Regions from separate parts of the Pan troglodytes genome. Here region 2 is linked to region 1. The links are chromatin contacts, called in public HiChIP or PLAC-seq maps. All regions are on one chromosome and are shown on one strand. The core of a region is the stretch at or near the end of the contact, and the rest is flanking DNA. Distances in the headings are between cores, read along the strand shown. Region 1 holds the start of LOC107969456 (a long non-coding RNA gene). Region 2 has its middle 19 kb from the start of FAM163A.

What was found. HiChIP or PLAC-seq counts read pairs in DNA pulled down with a chosen protein or histone mark.
Region 2: an H3K4me3 HiChIP or PLAC-seq map of stem cell-derived excitatory neurons shows a contact between it and region 1, with 11 times the contacts expected there. The contact joins two enhancer-like sites. A contact is called at or near these places in 6 of 7 Hi-C or Micro-C datasets (blood, induced pluripotent stem cells, a lymphoblastoid cell line and 2 more), 1 of 1 datasets of contacts at active chromatin or transcription factors (stem cell-derived excitatory neurons) and 1 of 1 other capture datasets (stem cell-derived neural stem cells).

Annotation. Positions count from the first base shown.
Region 1 is chr1:69,304,103-69,311,201 of NHGRI_mPanTro3-v2.0_pri, forward strand. FAM163A (family with sequence similarity 163 member A) reads right to left here. Exons shown (of 8, transcript XM_063810788.1): 7 at 6,691-6,805; 8 at 3,710-6,102. The coding sequence starts at 6,783. The coding sequence ends at 5,692. It overlaps LOC107969456 (a long non-coding RNA gene), which reads left to right and starts at 821. Exons shown (of 4, transcript XR_008536567.2): 1 at 821-918; 2 at 1,512-1,911; 3 at 2,029-2,533; 4 at 2,624-3,717. Within about 2 kb of position 4,834, at least 11 of the 24 cell types and tissues checked have an H3K27ac peak or open chromatin away from gene starts, as enhancers often do. A contact at or near this core is called in stem cell-derived excitatory neurons, where this site is marked.
Region 2 is chr1:69,411,452-69,419,033 of NHGRI_mPanTro3-v2.0_pri, forward strand. No RefSeq gene overlaps it. Among named protein-coding and RNA genes, the nearest start is that of FAM163A, 19 kb to the left of the region's middle. Within about 2 kb of position 2,235, at least 1 of the 24 cell types and tissues checked has an H3K27ac peak or open chromatin away from gene starts, as enhancers often do. A contact at or near this core is called in stem cell-derived excitatory neurons, where this site is marked.

The sequences.
Region 1 (7,099 bases), core at 3,584-6,083:
AAAAGGTTCTTTAGGACATTGGTCCTCCATCTTCTCAGTTGGAAGCGCCCGGAAATAAAGTCATCTTCCGTACCCCAACACCTTCTCTCAACTTATTGGCTGTCATGTTGTGAGTGGTAGAGTTTGGACTTGGCTATACTGCTAATGATAGTGGCTACCACATGTGCCATTATCATTAATGTGAGGTGTCACATTGGGACCATAATGCCCACTGTATCCATTAAAATTAAGTGAGGTGTCAGCTCACTTAATTTTTTTTTGAGATGGTGTCTCACTATGTAGCCCAAGCTGGAGTGCAGTAGTGCAATCTTGGCTCACTGCAACCTCCGCCTCCAGGACTCAAGTGATTCTTGGTGCCTCAGCCTCCCAAGTAGCTGGGACTACAGATGCCTGTCACCTCGTCCGGCTAATTTTTTGTGTTTTAGTAGAGACAGGATTTCACCATGTTGCTCAGGGTGGTCTCGAACTTCTGAGCTCAGGCGATCTGCCCACCTCTGCCTCCCAAAGTGCTGGGATTACAGGTGTGAGCCACCGCACCCAGCCAGCTCACTTAATTTTCATGGAATACAGTGGGCATTATGATCCCAATTTTACAAGTGAGAAAACTGAGAAGCAGAGAGGTCCCCAAAGTTGCCTAAAGTCACACAGTAAGTGGTAGAGTCAGGATTCTAGCTGAAGTCTGCTTCCAAATCCCACCTTCTAACCGCCGCCACTAGACTGCTGTGTCTGCTGGGGTGTTAGGTCACAGGAGAAAAGAGATAATGGCTTTGTGACCCGGGAGCTCCTCCTTCACCTCCTCCTGCCATCCTCAGCATGAGCCAGCTGCATGAAGGGTGCTGTGTGCTGGGCTGGAGGATGGAGCCATGTGCCACTCCCTCTGAGGCACGCTGTGAAGGTGCAAGCGGTGTGTTCTGAGAGGTTGTGCACTACTTGGTTCTCCACCCAGCGAGCTGACAGGCCGGCGATGAAGGAAGGATGGCCGTTGGGAGGGGGAGCTGGTGGAGAGAGGGGCCAGCTGGGGAGGAGGGTGGAGGAGTAGCTTGAGTTAGACTGCAGGGGAGGTGCTGGCCGTCCTTGTCACTGTTCTTTAGAAAATGCCTCCGTCAGTGCCTGAGGTTCAAGGAGTGTGGGCTGTTTTCTTTCTGAGTTCCGAGCAAATCGAGCTGGGGGACTCCGGGGTATGCTGCCCTATCCCAGGACTCTCAGTCTTAGGTAGTTTGGCGATCTTCTCCTGTAAATCATCAATAGTCCCTGAACAGCACTTGTAAACTTGAGCGTAGAAAACTGGGTGAGATGTTTTTATGGTGAAAGAAGCTTCTCCTTGAAGTCCCCGCAGAAGCCCCAGGGGCAGAGTGACATGGACAGGTTTTGGGGATGTGGGCTGAATGATGCCATTATGGGGCTGCTGGAATCTGGGGTGCCAGAGCTGTTGGTTGGAAAGCCCCCGGGTATGAGGGCAATGTGCCACTTTGACGACAGCCTCTGCCTCCAACTTTTTTGGGCCTGAACAGTGCAGAGGATGAAAACTTCTCACCCAGCTTTCTACATTCAAGTTTACAAGTGCTGCTCAGGAGCCACTGATTATTTCCAGGGGAAGATCACCAAACCGCCTAAGGCCGAGACTCCCAGGATAGCGCAGCATGCCCCGGAGTCCCCCAGCTCTATTTGCTCAGAACTCAGAAAGAAAACAGCCCACACTCCTTGAACTTCAGGCACTGATGGAGGCATTTTCCAAAGAACAGTGACAAGGACAGCCAGCACCTCTCCTGCATTCCTCAGTCTGACTCAAGCTGCTCTTCCACCCTCCTCCCCAGCTGGAGCTGAGGCTGAAGGCAGTTGAGGGCCACCGGAGAGAAGAGCTGGGTCAGGGCCGTGACTTGCAGCAAGCATGAGGCCATGCAGATGTGCCGGGTGAGAGGCTGGAGGCTGAGTCCGGGCTGGCTGCCCTGCGGCGGCAAAGGAGATGGCTGGAGGTTGGGATGGGTGCTATGATGAGTGTGCCTCAGGGTCTGGTTTCTGATTCCATAGGACAGCTGTGGTGACAGAGCTGTGGCCAACTGCTCCCTGGGCCGAGGCTGAAGGAAGCTGTGCTCCCACTGGTGCTAGGGAAGGCTGCTGCAGGGCTGGAGGCCTGGGTGCTGGACTGCTGGGGCGGGCTGCCTGCTGCACCCCCAAGCTGCAGTCAGGGCTCGCCCTGAGGCCCTGAGGTGGAGAGAGAGCAGCTCTCTCGTACACACCCATGTGCACAAGCGCAGGCACACACACACACACACACACACACACAAGACGTTCTCACTTCATCCCCGAATTCTCCCTCCTACACACAAAGCTAGTTCCCAGTTCTCCAGTCCCCCTTCATCCCTCTCCACTTCTGTAGTCTCTGCTGGGCTGCACTGGGGATCTGGTCCCAATTGCCCTCTCTTCCCTTGCTGCCCCTGTAACAAAGGGCTGGCCGTGTGACATGATCTCCTCAGGCTTCAGAGAAGTGATTTTACCCTGAGCTACACAGGCAGGAAGACCACCAGCCTGGAAGGTGTGTGTGCAGGGTTGGGAAGAGGGGAAGGGCAGGTAGCAGGGGCCAAGGCCTGGGTTGCCCCACAGGGAAACTCACTATCCTCAGCAGGGCCCTTCAGCCACTTTCCCAACAAACAGCAAATCTCCGCCGACTGAACTCTGACTGAGGCAATGGGGGCATGCCAGGCAACAAGGTGGAGGTTTGCTACCGTGGGAGCAGGGAGAGCGTGGAACACAGACGCTCTGGATGTTGAAGAGGAGGCTTCACCCTTAAATCCACACCAACAGCCCCCTTCACTTCCCCCGGTGAAGAACGAAGGACCCTGTGGGATTTCTACTTCAAATCTCTCATTTATTCCGACACCCACTCGGTTATGACTCCAAGTTATCAAAGATGCAAGACAAGAAGTCTAGAGCAGGAGTGGTGAAGTGGAGGTGGAGAAAGACGGCGGAGAGGGCTGTGTTCCTGGCCCCTCCTTCTCTTCCAATTTAGGGCACCGTTTGAAAAGTGTACAAATAGTGTCCCTTAGCACAGTCTAGATAGCAGAAAAGGACAGTGCAGTTGAGTGGGGGAAGCTTCCTTTTCCACCGGGTGGGGCCCTGCGGCTGCAGCGGGCAGGCAGGCAATCTCGAGCCTGGTCGGAGACCGTGCCCTGAGCAGCGTGGGCTGTGTGGGGAAGAGCTGGGGCCCACCATCTCTCCAGCGCCCCAAACCCAGATTCTGATTTTTGGGGCTAGCAGGGCTTAGCTAGGAAAGCAGTAGGAGGGAGGGGATTGCACAGGACGCTTACACTCAGGGACCCCATCGATCAGGGGCAAGAAGCGGGTGATGGTTAACTGGGTCTTGATTTTTACAAAGGCAGGACGTACGAATGATGTTATTTCTGGCAAGGAGGACATGGCTGCTGTGGTTGATTGGCTGTGGAATTCCAGGGGAGCAAGGCACTAGGAAGTGGGGAACGCTGCCAGGCCCAGCAGCTCATCAGGAGCTTGCACTTGGCCCAGTTAGGGCTGGCCGTGGGACGGGTTTGTTGAAGCTGCTGCCGCCATAAGCTGCCCCTCTGCACCAGGAGACAGATCCCATTACCCCACCTACAGCTGCTTCCTGGTACAAGAGAAGAGTTACCATTTGAAGTGACTCCACAGGAGAGTCTGACAAACATGTTTGCTTTTCACTGACAATTAAAATTGTTTTGCTGCTAATCTTGTTTTATTGTGGTCTTTCATCCATCAGCAAGCATCCCTGCACGCAAGATCAGAGTTGGGTAAATACATCCAGACCCTGCCAGGATTAGGGCAAGAGGGAGTGGTCTGGGCCGGCAGATCTTTTTCGGAAGTTCTCACTTCTTGGAGCACTAAAGGGTTGTTAGTCTATCTGGGCAAGCCTCGTTTCCCTGGAGAAAATGGAGTCTCAGAGATTAGTGACTGGTCCTAGAGCTAATGAGTGACCAAAGTGTGACCAGAGCCCAGGTCTGCTTCTCAACCCAGGGCACTTTGATTCCAGATTGAGATGTAAGGTGACAGGTGCCTTAATAGTGGTGCAAAAGATGTGCATTCCCCTCTTCCTCCCTCCCCGCTCCCTGCTCCCCCAGCGGCACCCTGACCTTCCTCTAATGCAGAATCAAGATTTCAGCAGGGGGGGCAGCCCTTTCCCTGCCCCACCCTCCTCGAATTCAGTGACTCAGGAGTGGGAAGGGGGTTAGCTATGCCCTTAGAAGGGGGCCAGCTTCTGCAGAGGCCACTGGAAAACTCATCAGGATTCTCACTCACAAAGCCACTGCCACATTCTAAGTAGGAAGTCGGAGTTGGAAATGAGGCTGGTGTGAGACACAATAAACGGCTCATCGCCAGGAAACTGGGGAGTAGGGCGGCCAAGGGAGGGCGGCGAGCGTGGAATCCCAAGGCTAAGTCACGTCCCTCCCATCCTCAGGACTGGGCTGTTGCTCTGGTGAGATGAATGAAGATCCTGCTCCACGGCGTCACGGGTGGATGCTCACGTAGAATGCCGGGCTCTGGGGGACTTGACGTGGTTTCAGCCGCTGCAGCATCGCCCCACAGAGATTCTGTGCTCTTCCTGTTCACCAGCCCGCTGTCTGCCATGGGGATTGGTCACGTTAACCACCTTTCGTTCAAGCTGTTTGGGGATCAGACTTTTCCTTCTCTGGTACATGGGAGACCTTTCCTCTCTGCAGCTCCTGAATGTACAAAGCCCCTGGTGCCTACCCGTGGTTACTGGTGTGTGTGTGTGTGTGTGTGTGCGCGCGCGCGCGTGCGTACACCTGGGAACGGTTATGCACACCCTCACAGGACTGCATCCACGCAAGCTACTCGGCGTGGTGGGCTGGGCTGAGAGACAGTCAGCTGGTCTCTTTGCTGAGCTACCAGAAGTCGGCTAACAAAAATGAAAAAACTTCTCCAGCAGGGGGCGCTGGTTCCTAAGTCAGAGAAAGGATTTCGGGGAACACAAGGTTAGACACTTTCTGGTGCAGTCCCCACGAGCCACCTTAGGCTTTAAAGTCAACTTGACACGTCCCACGAGGAAGGGGGCAGGTGAGATGTGATACGTTCAGGAATCAACGTCCCTACGGGAGCAGCTACAGTGACAGCAGTAGCTATGGTAACCAGCGTACAAAGCTGGGCTGTGAACTAGCTGTTGGATTCGTTTCAGCAAGCGCGTCCTGAAGCAGTGCCGTTGACGCCCCGCCCCTCGTTTCTCCAATGCTGGAATTGTAGCTCTCACTTCTCTCCTTGCCCTCTGTCCCCTTTTCCTAGGCACGGATGCTTCATCTCCCGAGGACCCTGGAGGCCTCCCGAGCCTTTGCTGAGCTTTCCCTGGTGCTCCTTTTTGCAGTCCAGCGAATCCAGGGCACTGGGGCACACTGCAAGGGGTTGTGGTGGTGCTGGGGCTGCCAGAGGAGTGTCCCAACCAAGAAACTGGCGAAGCTGCAGACTCGACCTAGCAGTCCCCCACCTCTGGCCCACAGAGTTGGAGCCAGGCCCTGTCTTGGTTCTCAATGCACTCAAAAGCTTAAATCCTAGTAAACCCTCCACTGCGGAGCGAGAAAAGCCAAAGAAACAGAGACAACCCATGTGGGGCTGTTGGAGGGTCATTCATCACCCTCATGGCCCCCGCCAGGGCAGCAGTGTGGGTGTGTGTGCGGGTCGGGGTGGAAGGATTTACACGTCTGTACTAACAGCCCTTGGATTGGTGAAGGCCTCACGCCCAGAGCCTGGCCAGGTCACCGGGTAACTCTGGGGTGCTGCCAATTTGAGGGATGGGGGTCCCCCCTCTTTGTAGTATGTGGGAGCAAAGGAGAGCCTCTCGCCTCCACCCCCATTGGGCACCATGTCAGCCGTCCGTATGTAAAAGGGGGAGCTGTATGGGGAGCAGGTAGTGCAGTGGCTCGCGGCCACCCCACAGGGCTGGCTGCAGGGCTCGCTGGTGAGAGGCGCCAGGCTGCCTCTGCCGTCCAGGGCTTGGGAGCTGCAGGCATTGCAGGTGGGGCCTCTGGGATGCGTGGGAAGGTCGTGCTCCCGCTCCTCCTCCTCGTCTGCATCCTCGGTTCCGCTCTTCTTGCAGCAGTAATACTGTGCGGAAGGGCAGAGGGATGCCTGAGAGGGTGAATGCTCCCCCCGCCCCACGCATTTTTGAGCGTGCACAGGTGCCCCTGTCCCCTGCTCCATGGAGAACCTAGTGCCAGGCACTGAACCCCAGGGGCCTGCTCCACAAGTTTCTAATCCCAGCTTTGCAAGGCCAGTACTGCTTTCCTTTTCCCCTCCCACCACTCCTCGCAGTAACTCCAGGCTGTAGTTGAGCGGGGCAGGGACACACACATCATATTGAGGACAGGGCTGGAGCTGCTGGCGGCAGCTTTCAGAGCCTCCCCCGAATGGTGCTCTTCCCACGCTCCTGAAATCTCAGAGGTGCAGGAGACACAACCCAATGACCCCGTATCTTCCCAGCACACTTTCTGTGTGCTCTGAGTGGGCAGGCTGGGGGGCACTTAGCTCCCTTCCGACCAGCCCCAACTCCCATCCTCCTTGACTTAGGCCTGCTACATTCCATGGCTTTGGGCTCTGTGGGCCCTGAAGTCGGCCTCCAGTTTCTGCCCCCATAATGAAAAAGAGGTTTGCTGGTGGCCTGGCAGCCTCTGGCTACGGGTCCCGGGGACTGACCTGGAGCCTGCAGTAGCACAGGACGGCAATGATGCAGAGGAGGATCACCGTAGCTAGGATTCCGCCAGTGATCACAACCGTTCCCGCTGTCATCCGCCCGGCGCCCCATCAAACTCTGCAAAGATGTGCGGAGGGCTGAGGACCAGCTGTGGCTGCAGCCCTGGGCTGGGCCGGGGGGAGTCTTCCTGGAACTGCCCCGAGGCTGGGGCAGGGGGCCTGAGAGCAGCAGGTGCCGGGAGGGCCAGGCCCCAGGGGTTTCCTGAAGGCTGAGGACGACTGTGGCTCCAGACTGGGCCAGCCTAAGTGGGCGAAGTTGGGTACCCAGTTTCAAAAAGTTCTCACGATCTTTCCCCTTTGGTGCTCTTCTCGCCTTTCCTCTCCCGTCACACCCTTCTTAGCTCCCGCTTCT
Region 2 (7,582 bases), core at 985-3,484, 100 kb after region 1:
ACTAAAACTAGAGACAGGTATATGACCTTTAAAATCCAGCACAGGTTTTTTTTTGAGAAATCTTCCTCCAATATACCCTTCTCTCCAACCCTAGAGTGAGTGAAGTGTTCTGTGCTCCCAATGTTCCCTGTACGTGCTCCATAATGGCACTTATCACAGCCCATCGTAGTTGCTTATTTTAAGTTTCTTCTGCCCTGTCCCACCAGACTGTGAGATCCCTGAAGACAGGAACAGTCTTTCATGTTCAGCATCGAGCCTGATGCCTGGCACACGGTAAGTCCTCAACAAGTATTTGTTAATTAAATGAAGAAGTTGAGCTTTAGCCATCCAGAATCAATTGTCTAGATGTCTGTTCACATTTGGTTCTAGTGTCTCTTCTTACAGCCTCTTCATAAGTTTAAAATGGATCCTTTAAATTTGTGAGGAGCTAGAGACTTATCTTGGAAGAACTCTAACAACCATCTTTCATTTTATGTGTGATTAAATTATACATTGTTAAAGTGATGAAATTTAACATCTTTTCATAGTTTAGAAATGCTATGTCCTATTGCCATATATGAGGAGTTAGAAATGAGGGACCTACTGACTGGTATTTGTCTGGAAAAGGGAGGATTAAGAAGTGCAGTTGTCTCATTTACTAGAAGGGTCAATGTAATGTTTTGTCCTTGGCAAAAATCTCAAGATTTTAGTTAATTCTCATATTACTTTGAGAAATAGAATAGAATCTAAGAAGGTTCTATTTGGTTCTGGTCATTCGGAGCCTCATTTTCTTATTTATTGCCTCTCCAAAAGGCAAGCACTCCAGGAAGTTATCTAAACTATTATAGTCACTAGTTTATTCCTTTTCAATTGGTTTTGTCACATTCCCTTGCTAGATAGCAATATTTTTTGGGTATTTGTTTTGTTTTTTGAGATGGAGTCTCACTCGCTTACAGCTGGGATAATAATGTTTACTGCACTGCACTCCAGGCTGGAGTGCAGTGGCGTGATCTCAGCTCACTGCAACCTCCGCCTCCTGAGTTCAAGTGGTTCTCCTGCCTCAGCCTCCTGAGTAGCTGGGACTACAGGCACGCGCCACCACACCCAGCTAATTTTTGTGTTTTTTAGTAGAGACACAGTTTCACCATATTGGCTAGGCTGGTTTCGAACTCCCGACCTCGTGATCCGCCTGCCTTAGCCTCCCAAAGTGCTGGGAAGACTGAGGAATAATTTCAGACTCTAAAATGTAAATGGGTCAGTGTCACCTAGCAAGGTCCTTGGGTGAGTTGTGATAGGGGAGGGCAGGGCAGGGGGACTTTGTGGCCACTCATGGGGCAGAACCAAATAATGGTCAGAGGGAAAAGAGCTGAAAATGAAAATTGGAGAATGTTGAGGATCAGTATGGCTCACTTCCCAGTTTTGCCAGGCCAGCTCTGCCTGACGAGATCTGCCAGGTCTATCTATGATTTTCCTCTAGAATGTTGGGTGTCATCCAAGGTGTCCTGAGTTCTAGCATCTGGTCATTTTTTACAAGAAGAAAGAACAAGCTCTTGCTGTAGGCATTTAGTTAATGCCAGGGCCGACTTTTTACCCTCTATGCCTGGTCACAGTTGCACTAGGGAGCTACCCTCTTTAGTAAAGGATGAGCTCTTTTAGTCAATTTAATACCCTGGAGACAGGAGGTGACACAGCCTGTGTCAAACAGGCCCCCAGTAAATTTTCATTGAATTAGAAAATGACAGCTCTGTAATTTGGTGACTAGGGACATGCTGGAGGCCCACCTGGAATGAAAGGGGAAAGGGAGAAAAGGGCATTGCAAACCATGCTCCCCTCAAGGTACTTCTTTCTCCATTTTCTATTGTGTGTGTTTTAGCCATGTTAATACTACACCTCTGTAACCTGCCCTAGACTTTTCCAGCTAGCCATTGCATATTAAGATGCTATTAGGCTGGTGCAAAAGTAATTGAGGTTTTTGTCATTGAAAGTAATAGCGAAAACCGCAATTACTTTTGCACCAACATAATAATATCTTTAATCCGTAATTCCAGACCCTAATAGTGCAGAAATAAGGTGGGTCAAAAATTTACACAAGGCTGTTGAGTAAACATTATTATCCCAGCTGTAATGATTTTTTTTTTTCTCCTGGGACTTTCCAGGGGAAATGATTTTCAGCAGCAAATCTGCTTCTCTGCTCCACCTTCCTGTTGGCGTCAATGGAGACTGACGCCAACAAGCTTCCTGCGCTTTAATTCATCTCTGCTGAGCTACTGCATTGGGGTCATAGAGAGGTTACAGCAGATGTTCTTCTCACTGCTCCTGCTTAACATTCACTTTGGTTTTCTCTTGGGGGTTACCAAAGTAGGAAATAACCTGGGGGGAGATGATAGGATATAAGGGCTTGTGGCCCTTGCGGTGATTCTGGCCAGTCAGGCCCAGTTCTTTTTCATTTTATCAATCAGGCAAGAACCTCAGGCTCATTGCCTGGTCCTCCTAGGTAGCATTATCTTGTTTATCCTTGTATTCTTGGAGGTCAGCACAGGACCTGGCACATAGAAAATACACACTTTTTTGTTGTTAAATACAGGGCAATACTGAGGGTGTGGGGAATGTGGCAATTGCCTGGGCAGAGAGCTGTGGACAGTTCTGTGCCTTGAACCAGACTGTCCCACAACAAAAGGACCACTCCAGCTGAGGTGTGAGCACATTCTCCACCTCTGCCCGTAATCTCCTCTCCAGGCTGTGCACTCTCAGTTTTTCTCCAGGCTGTGCACTCTCAGATATTTATCATAAGTTGAAACAGAGGGAATATATAATGCAATGGAAAGGAGCAAAAGCCTTTGAAATCATTCATTCACAATAAACAAACAATTATTGTGTACAGAGGTGCTATTGTTCTAGCCTCTTGGGATATGATAATGCATGAAATGGACAAAAATACCTGCCCGGTGGAGTTTAGATTCTGGTTGGTGGAGACCTACGTTCACAATAAAACGAATGAGTCATGTTAGAAGTCAGGTGCTATGGAAAAAAGTGGAGCAGGATTAGGGGCATTGGGAGCACAGCGTTGAGAAGTCATTTTAGAAATTACCTCTTTGAGAAGACGCAGATGCTGGAGGAAGAACAGCCAAGGCAAGAGCCCAAAGTGAGGAGCTATGCACTGGAAGAAAGTGAGGAGGCCAGTGTGGGGGAGTGCAGTGAATAAGGGGGAGATCATGGGAGATGAGGTCAAGGAGGTAACGGGGGGCATATGTAGAGCTGGTGGATATGCCTGGCAGATTTAGCAGATAAAAATTTGCAATCTCAGCTAAATTTGAATTTCAGATAATAATTTTAAAAATACAGATATGCCTCAAATATTGCGTGAAACCATACTTAAACTAGAAAGTTATTAGCTGTTTACCTGAAATCCATATTTAACTGGGCATCCTGCATTGTCTTTGGCAACACCGCTGTGGACCATTGTAAGGACTCTGAGTAAGACTGGGAGCCCTCAGGGGGCCTTGGGCAGAGGAGGGATGCCAGCTGCCTTGGAGCTTGAAAGGGCCCCTCTGGCTGCTTTGTGGAGAGCAGAGTGAGAGAGCACTGTGGACAGCAGGGAAGCCAGACAAGGCTGCGAAGTGGTCCAGGCTCAGTACAGTAACTCTGACCTGGTGGTGGAGGTAGGGTTGGTGAGAAGCCGGCAGATTCCAGACACATTTTGGAAGCATAGCCAACAGGATTTCCTATAGATGTAGATGGTAGTTAAAGCCAGGAGACTGGGGGAATTCCCAAGAGAATGAGGCCTGGTGCCCTGCAGCATTAAGAGGTCAGGAAAAAGAGGAGGAGGCACAAAAGATGCTAAGGCTTTGACCAATGAGTACGAGGAAACCCTAGAGAATGAGATGTGCTGGGAGGAGAGAAAGTGTCAGGGAGGAGGATTGTCAAGTGTATCAAATGCTACTGATAAGTCAGATGGGATGACTGAGGGCTGACTAGTGGATTCAGCATGGAGTTGCTGGAGACCTTGACAGGAGCAGTTTTGGTGGAGTGGTGTAGGTGGAACTGGAATTGGTTTAATAGGTAATCGGAGAAGTATAAGAAGATAATATGGGCAAGTCTTTGGTGAAATCTGACTTATTTAAGGTCCTACCACTTACTAGCGTGATTCTTGGTAAATAATTTTCTGATCCTCAAGTTTTTCCTCTTGTAAAAAAAGAATAGTAACAAGGATGCTGTAAATATTAAATATGTAAAAGTTTTGGCATATAATGAGCATTTAGTAACTGGATATTAAGATTATTGTAATACAATATTAATTTCTGACATGATGTTGGCAAAATACATTTCTGTGCCTCAATTTCCTTATCTGTAAAATGGGAGTAATAACACCACCTACCCCATGGTGGTGTTGCAAGGATTACATGATGTAATCTATATAAAAGCACACAGAATAAACAGCTTGTGGCACATGTGAACTCCATAAAACTCTTATTATCCGATCAGTTCTCTTGTGAATGCTGGTCTATCTTCTTTGTAAACATTTTGCTTCCTAGAAGCCAACAGAGGTGTAGAACTTATCAAATTACTCTCTTGTCTTGTATGCTATCCTTGTGTTAATGTGATTTAAACTTTAGTTGGCAGCAGCCTCTGCTATTTTGCAATTTGTAAAGTCCTCTGTAAGTGATGGTTATTAGAGCTGACTCCTGATGTGAGTTAAAACCAGGCTCTGACCACAGAATTTGCTTGTCTTCATTTGAGAGTGAAGTCACAAGGGTTAATCAGTTTTCCATCTCACCGAGAATCTGGTGAGCAAATAGTCATATTACAGGATGCAGAATTCCTGCAGGCATTCTTGTTTTTGTTTTTTGAGATGGAGTTTCACTCTTGTTGCCCATGCTGGAGTGCAATGGTGCGATCTCGGCTCACCGCAACCTCTGCCTCCCAGGTTGAAGTGGTTCTCCTGCCTCAGCCTCCCGAGTACCTGGGATTACAGGCATGCACCCCCACACCTGGCTAATTTTGTATTTTTAGTAGAGATGGGGTTTCTCCAGGTTGGTCAGGCTGGTCTTGAACTCCCAACCTTAGGTGATCTGCCCGCCTCGGCCTCCCAGAATGCTGGGATTACAGGCATGAGCCACTGCGCCCGGCCTCCTGCAGGCATTCTTAATCATTTTTGAGAATCTGAGCAAGCCAAGAACCTTCCCCCAGAAAGGCAGACAAACACAAAACTTAATGCCCTGGAATTTAAAAAATCATTTTAAAGACTAAAAAATGTGCCTAAATTGTAATAATTTTGTATTTTTTCCTATAGCAGTAATTTATAAAGGAGGTGAAAACACATCTGCATGGAAAGGCCAAAATAAAGATGGCAAAGTGATTTTTTTTTCTTAAAACTTTTTCAGTGGAGCAAGATAGAATCAGTACTTGTAGCTTCTGAAAGAGATTAGGGGTTGTTGGTGTTTCCCCACCACCTTCAAAGAATAGATAACTATACAGTATTAAAGTTTAAGTTCTGTAAAAAGGGAGTGCTCTGTGGCCATTTCCTGGAGGGTAAAATTAGAAAGGGAAATTTTAATCTGTGGGAAGATCACACATTAAGAACCTATTTCCAATGAATTCATGTTCTAGGTCACTTAACTTGTTTTTTTTTTTCTTCCAAGTAAAAAGAGGGGTTGGATGAAGTTAGCTCCTAGCTCCATTTTTAACTCTAAAACCTGCGATGAAACACACAAGGGAAGGATTTTTAGCAGCTGGCCTGGCAACAGAACTCCTGTCCTAGAGCGCCACCTAGCAGCAAGGAAAAAGCAAAACCCTCTAAAGAATAATTAATTTGACTTTAGAACAAAACAATTTTTTAAAAATCCAGCTTTGGTGAAGTAGTCCCCTCACCAAGTCTACTCTGAGGAGTAATTCAGGTAGAGAAATCCTGGGCTTATCATCTCCAAGTTGAAAACTCGAATGAGGTTTTCACACACTACTTTCCCCTGGCTCTCCGTTTTAGCAGCTGCTGCTGAAAGCTCAGCTATCCGGGCAGTATTACCAACTAACCCTCGGCCAATGCCCTTATGACACCAAACACTCCTTATGACACCCTGACACTCCTAAAGACTCATTTCAAAGACAACAGCAAATTCAATTTTGTTAAGATTTCACAAAGGTTCCAATGATATCAGTTTATCTTGCCCAATCAATGTCATGGCATGAACAAACAAAAGAAGAGTTGCCACCGGCTTCACTGTTGGGAAGGTTGTTTCGACTCTCCCCACGTTGCCATCCGTTTGGCCAGTATTGTGAGAGGGGAAAAAAGCCATCACAATTCAAGTATTGTTCATGATATGGCCCACATTACATTTTTTACAATATTTGGTAGGAAAATACCACTATGGGAAATAAAAGAATATAGAACTTAGATAGTGGATAATCAAATTCAGATGAGTTACAGTAACCTATTGCTACTCTATTTCACTTATTAAAAATAAAATTACTTTCTAACATAGGAGTTCTCAGCTTCTTATGCCCATGCTCGCATGTCTGAGGGATAAAACCCTAGGATATGTCACAGTGGCTGTCACTTTCATTTGGGAAGAAAGAATTGCAATTCATGGCATACAGGGCGGTCTTTGGTATGTCTGAAGAACAAAGAGAACGTTGGGGGTTTTATAAAAAAGAGAAATGTAGCCAGGTGCAGTGGCTCACGCCTGTAATCCCAGCACTTTGGGAGGCCGAGGCGGGCGGATCAAGAGATCGAGACCATCCTGGTCAACATGGTGAAACCCCATCTCTACTAAAAATACAAAAATTAGCTGGGCATGGTGGCGGGCGCCTGTAATCCCAGCTACTCGGGAGGCTGAGGCAGGAGAATCGCTTGAACCCGGGAGGCGGAGGTTGCAGTGAGCCGAGATTGCGCCACTGCACTCCAGCCTGGTGACAGAGCTAGACTCCGTCTCAAAAATAAATAAATAAACAAATATAAATAAATAAATAAATAAGAGAAACGTTACATACTGCTCTTTGAGAAAGTTCTTTGGCACTAATAAGGTTCTAGGGAGCTGCAAGTTTTGATTAGTGAGTGATGGCAGTAGATAAAATTAGTCATAAAATTGCAGCAAATCATTTTAGCAACTATTTGATGAAATGGGTTTCAGATTACAGCACGCAGTTTCAGCAGCCAGGTGTGCAGAGAATTACATTTTTGGAGCAACGTTTTGGGTCCTGAGTTCTTTTCCCTCATGGCTTCTCAACTGTTTCATGTGGGTGTGACAAGAATGGCCCAATTCATATGATCAGCTTTCACAGAAGGACTGAAGAAATGGGGCGGGGAGGAGGGGCAGTGTGAATAGACTGATGAAGTTCTCTCTTCATCCAGGCAGTGTGCTCCTCCAACTCCTTCCCTTGAGAATCACCACTTTAAAGTTTTAGTAAGAAAGGTCAGGACATATGTGTTTGTGTTTGTTTCTTGTATGTAGTTGGTGTTACCCTCCCTCATGGTAGTTCTCAGCTCTTGTTGCTCATTAGAATCAATCACGTAGGAGCCACTAAATCAGTCTTTGGGAGATATGTTCCAAGCAGAGGAAGTTTTTGAAAGCTCCTCCAGGGGATGAAAGTGCAAGGCCAAGCTTGCAAA